Linked DNA regions of Mus musculus: region 1 is linked to region 2. The links are chromatin contacts, called in public Hi-C maps. All regions are on one chromosome and are shown on one strand. Each heading gives the region's core, a stretch centred on a gene start, on an enhancer-like site or on the middle of the called end of the contact. The rest is flanking DNA. Distances are from core to core; before and after follow the strand shown. Region 1 holds the start of Tgds (TDP-glucose 4,6-dehydratase). Region 2 overlaps Dct (dopachrome tautomerase).

What was found. A called contact is a pair of places that touch in the nucleus more often than the background predicts.
Region 1: a contact with region 2 is called in a Hi-C map of liver, with 1.6 times the contacts expected there. The contact joins the promoter of Tgds here to the enhancer-like site in region 2. A contact is called at or near these places in 3 of 39 promoter capture datasets (hippocampal neurons, liver and trophoblast stem cells), 4 of 484 Hi-C or Micro-C datasets (embryonic fibroblasts, embryonic stem cells and liver), 1 of 115 datasets of contacts at active chromatin or transcription factors (bone marrow-derived dendritic cells) and 1 of 9 other capture datasets (adipose tissue).

Annotation. Positions count from the first base shown.
Region 1 is chr14:118,131,420-118,134,119 of GRCm38.p6, reverse strand. It overlaps Tgds (TDP-glucose 4,6-dehydratase), which reads left to right and starts at 1,355. Exons shown (of 12, transcript NM_029578.3): 1 at 1,355-1,476. The coding sequence starts at 1,391.
Region 2 is chr14:118,019,680-118,022,379 of GRCm38.p6, reverse strand. All of the region lies in intron 6 of Dct (dopachrome tautomerase), which reads left to right. Among named protein-coding and RNA genes, the nearest start is that of Dct, 31 kb to the left of the region's middle. Within about 2 kb of position 1,344, at least 5 of the 459 cell types and tissues checked have an H3K27ac peak or open chromatin away from gene starts, as enhancers often do. A contact at or near this core is called in liver, where this site is marked.

The DNA.
Region 1 (2,700 bases), core at 106-2,605, 110 kb before region 2:
CTCTCTGAACCTTTCTTTCAGAGCATTGCCAGGTTTTTCATTGTTTGATAAAATAAAACCCTACTAAGTTTAAGTTGTTGAAAGCTTTAATTGTGTAAATGGTAAACCAAGAACGTGGGTGAGGTTGATTCTAAAGGAAAAGCAGAGCATGGGCTTTGATTACTGTAGGCACTTTCCCTTTGTCTCGTGTGTGTGTGTGTGTGTGTGTGTGTGTGTGTGTGTGTGTGTGCTTGAGACAGGGTTTCTCTGTGTAACCTGGCTGTCCCGAAACTCACTCTGTAGACCAGGCTGTCCTTGAACTCAGAGATCCATCTGCTTCTGCCTCCCAGGTGCTGGCACTAGAGGTGTGTGCTATCACCTGCTGGCTTCATGTCTTTCTTCTTGATCAGTAATGTTATTCTCTTTCACTGAAGACAGGCTTTTTTTTTTTTTTTTTGATGCCTCGGTACATAAAAAATTAATATGACTTCTAATCACTCCCACTTGGTAGAGCCTCCGAATTCATAGAAAGCAGCAGACTATAATATAAACAGCAGTGAGCAATCATATGATAAGCCCACTTGTTGATGAGTGTGTGATAGATCTGGTCCCAGAGAAATGAATGGCCTTACCTCCATGGAGCAGAGACAGTGAGAAATTACATCAGTGGCCAATTTGTTGATGAATGATAAGAAGAAAACAAAAAAAAAAAAATGGTTCTGCATGGTTAGAGTCAAGGAATGACTCTAATAGGAAGATGGCACTCAAACTGAGAACTGAAGGAGGTAAACACTAGTCAGACATCCGAGGAAAGGGCAGGTAGACCAGGGAAGAACACCTGGTAATATAAATAAGAGCAAGAAGGACCAGGATTGGGGCACAGTGAGCAGACAAGAGAAGAGAGTAAAACCTTCCAGGGAACTCTGCAAAACTTACTTATCATGATTGCAAGCGGCCTTCGCCTTTTGTGACAGTATTTACAACAGTGAAACATAATTTTGCAATGCAACTTTCCATTTCCATACTGCATACATTCTAGAGGATTCTGCTCAGCTGGGTGTTAGTCTATGAGCATAGCTGAAGTTCAAAAATGAAGGCATCGATTCATAACTCCGAATTTCTAAGCACCTATAGTAGTAATCCATGCTGGTGACACTTGCTTAGAAAATATTCCAGACCCTAGTACCAATGACCCTAATTTCTCCTAGCTGGTGACTATGGGCTAGAGAGTGCGCGCCTGCGCAGTGCCACTGCCGGCTCCGCCCCTCTTTTGGGGTCTGGGAGAACCCGGAAGCCTCTGCGACTTCCTTTGAACGTGTCGGGGGCGGGGCATGTCGTAAAGCGTCGTGAAGCTGCTTCCCTCGGTTCTTCAGACGCCGCGCTTTACGGCGCTGGCTCTGCAGAGCTGAAGATGTCCGCTGCGAGCCGGGAGGAGCGTTCTGGTCCTCCCGGCAGCTTCGCGAAGCGGGTCCTGGTGACCGGGGGTGCTGGTTTCATGTAGGTAACGGTGCTGGTGGCTGAGAAGTTTCTCCCCACAAATCCTAACCTTGCCCTGCGGTTCTCCTTGTCTTTTGCACTTCGGGTCCACGACTTTGCAGATCCGTTATGGGGAGGGTCCCAATGCACAGCCCGGATGTCCATCCGGTTTCCCTCACTTTCTGGCCAGCCAAGACGAGGTTGCTTCGAAAATGCGACTTCTTTAACACCTTCCCCACAAAAAGGGGAACTCAGGAGTGCCTTGCTGCTGTCCCACCCCCTACCTGCCCGGGGGTGTTTACCACCTGTCACTTTTCTGAGAAGCACACATCAGTTTCATTCCCTTTTCTTCCCGCTCTCTGACAAAGCTCCGGCCAGCAGATGAAGGCCTTTCCAAAAGCTCGCCTCTACACGATGTGAGGATCGATCGTAATGGGACTCTTTGTCTTGTCTTCTCTTTTTTAGAAACTGTTTACAAATCCTTTGTTATTCCCAACCTGTTTGAGGCTCACACCCACCTACCGTGAAACTGTCCTTTCTATTTGTGTCAAAGCTTATTCTTAATTTGACTTCTGTTCCCTGCCTCCTTTTCCTTAGAACACTGCTACTATCCCTCTCCTGTTGATCTCGCGCGTTTTCTTTACACTTTGTAGAGTGTGTTCCTAAGTGAGATAGATGCAGCTGCATAGAGTTTTACAGTCATGGTTTCTGTGAGACTTGTAATGAAAGTCCAGGGTCTTTATCCGATCTAGAAGACTCGGGTGCTCGAGCCCTGCTTCCCAACCTAGTCTCTTGCTTTTCTGTACTCGCCCACAACCCTCTCAGGCTTCTCGGAGCACAGGAGGTTAGTGCTGCTTCCCGACTTGAGGCAGTTGCATAGGCTGTTAATTTACCCGCATATCACCTTCAGAGTGCTTATGGGAACACCTTAGGCCACCCATCCACTCAGCACTACCTGAAATTACATTGAGTACTTGTGTTTACTTGTTTATGGCCTTGCCCTTCTTCTAGAGTATAAACTGTGTGAGAGTAGACTGATGTTCATTAAGCTCCCACAGAAAGAAAGGTCAGGGCCATATCGTGAAGGTCTTCTGTAAGAGTTGAGTGGATGGATGCGTGAGCGATCCACAGGAAGTTCTGTCCTTGTAGTGTCTCCTGCATGGGGAGGGGTCAGAGAGTCTTGGTTACTGCCCAAGAACATGCAGTGGGCCTTTTAAATCCACAGACACTTTGCTGAGAGTAGGT
Region 2 (2,700 bases), core at 95-2,594:
CACAAGGTTTCTTGTCAAGGACCTGCATGGTAGCGTGAGCCCATGGCTGGCTGTGTTGGCTACACTGTCTCCCTTTGTGGCTGGCTGTGGGTATGTTATGACTTGCATTCACTTTATTATAGTCTGCATCATTTCAGAGCGCACGGCTCTTCCTCATTTACTGTGCTCTGTAAATTGGGTCTTCTGTATGTTGTTCCTAGCAGAGCATTTATTGTCTGTTTTATGGCCCGTACGAGACCTATTGTCTTCCATTATTTCCCCCCTTTCTTTTATCTCTGCTGATTATATATTGCTTTAGACTTTTGTCTGCCTTGTTAATTATATGCTTTGCACGGGGAGGGCTCACTGTGTCTCTACAAGCTGTCAGCCCCTTGCTGTGCCGGTGCGGTATCTTCCCGGTGGCTTGAGATTCTCTAGCCTTTTTCCTAATCACATTTTTATTTCTGACATGGGCTCAAGAGATCGTGGAAGTTCACAATTGGCTTAGAAACTCCTGAGTTGAACTCCACACTTTCTCCTCCTTGTCAAAGGTGCGGCTACACCTGAAAACTAATTTGCTATTGTGGCTGCTCCTGGAACTTAGCTGAGAGATTGATGCATAGTGTGATTTATTGTATGGGAAAAGAAATACATGCTTTGAGAACTCTGGTTTTAGCATGCCATTAATCCCAGCACTTGGGGAGAGGGGCAGGTAAGTCTCTGTGAGTTTGAGGCCAGTCTGGTCTATAGAGTGAGTTCCAGGACAGCTAGGGTTAAACAGAGAAACCCTGTTTTGAAAACTCAAAAACCAAACCAAACCAAACCAAACCAAACCAAACCAAACCAAACCAAACCAAACCAAACCAAACCAACAAACAGAACTCTGGCTTTGTCTGTGAAGGGATGAGGATGGGTGCAGAGATGCAGAGATGGCTCAACAGCTAGAGTGTAGACTGCTCTTGCAGAAGACCTGAGTTAACACCCATGACAGGTGTCCACAGCTGCCTGAGGACCCCAGCCCCAGGAGGTCTGGCATCTCTGTAGTCATACTAGCACACATGCACACACTTTCCAGCACTCAGACACACATGCATATATTGAATTAAACATGAAAAAAACATTTTATTGTAAAATGAACTCTGGCTTTAGAGTTGGGCTTCCTGGGTTCACACACTCTTGCTCCGTCATAGGCCTGCTGTCTGCTGTTGGACAAATCTCTTACTGCTTCTGTATCTTTCTTACTTTCTGCTTTAGGCTGTGCCTCCCCCTCATTGAAATTCTAAAATCCTAATCCTTGATCACCCAGTCAATGACTTTGTTTGTACATAGTTAGCTCAGATCAGGTCATGTTAGAGGACTGTAGGTCACTCATCCATTATGCAAGGGACCTTAGCCTGTTTCTGGTGCTCTAACAGAATTCTACAGTCTGCATTAATTGTAAACAATAATAGTTTGTTTTGTTTATGGTTTTGAAGGCTAGAAAGGCCAAGAGCACAGCACTGACATCTGGCAAGGGCCTTCATGCTGTATCATGGTGTGGTGGTAGTGGAGGAAGGGCACTATGTGAGTTTCTGACAAAGGAGAGAAAGCAGAAATTGGTTTTTGTTTTTGTTTTTAATGAGAAAATGGCTTCTATTGCAGTCACCCCAATCACAGCATTAGCCCATCCGTGTGTTCAGACTCGTGACTACTTACTAGTGGTGGCCAGGGAATGTCAGCATGACTTTCGGAGTGACACTCAAGCCTTAGTAAGTGATGTTCACAGAGGCAGAAGGAGTCTGGATGTGGCCAGTACGCATGTCTGAAGATGAAGGCAGAGACCCACAACCAAGCAGTGGCAAAGACCACTGGAAGGAACCAGCTCTAGCAACATCTTATTTTGGGTTCCTGCCTTCTAGAACTGGGAGCTGGCAGTGTCTAAGGCACTCAGTCTGTGGTCCTTCCTTACAGTAGCCTGAGCACTGGATGAAAGCAGCAGCCATTAACTCAGGCTATTCTGAGGTCCCAATGCGTTGTTATCCATAAAGCTCTTAGGGTAGCGTTTGACACAGAACAAGCACCAACAATATTAATTATTGTATTTATTACGTGCTAATTATGTACCATATGCCTCCCTAAATGCCCATCTTTTTATTAGCTAGCTCTACAAAGTCATGATGCCAGAGGATAGTAGCCTGCACATACCTGTAAGGTAGGGACTCCTTCATTCTTCTTCTATGAGCCATTGTGTTGAACTAAGCTAGTAACAGCACCGATGCTATACTTGAAGTGACAGTCGCCATTTGCTAACGTTTCTCACACAACAGAAGCTACTATAGGTTCTGCGTTGCCATCTCGCCTCCTCCTGCGCCATGCTGGTGTCCCCTGCTGATGTTGGCAGTACTTCCCTCATGGTCAACACTCATGGGCCATGTCCTCCTCATCTTCTTACTGATTCTTGACAGCTCCTCCTAACCCCCAGTGCCAACACTACGGTTCAAGGAACAGCTTTCTCTATGCGTGGTGGAGCGAGTGTGCACCTGTCCTGAGCTGTTCAGACCTACTGCTTTCCCTGTGGTTATCTATTGCTGTGTTAGAACGACCCCAACACTTCAGCTGGAAGCTGTGTGACCACTTAATTTCTTATGAGCAGAGACTCTGGAACGGCTTTACTGAGAAAGGGTGGGGCAGGATCTTGAGGTGTTTGTAGTCTGTTGGTGGTAGATACTGGAGTGGCTGTGG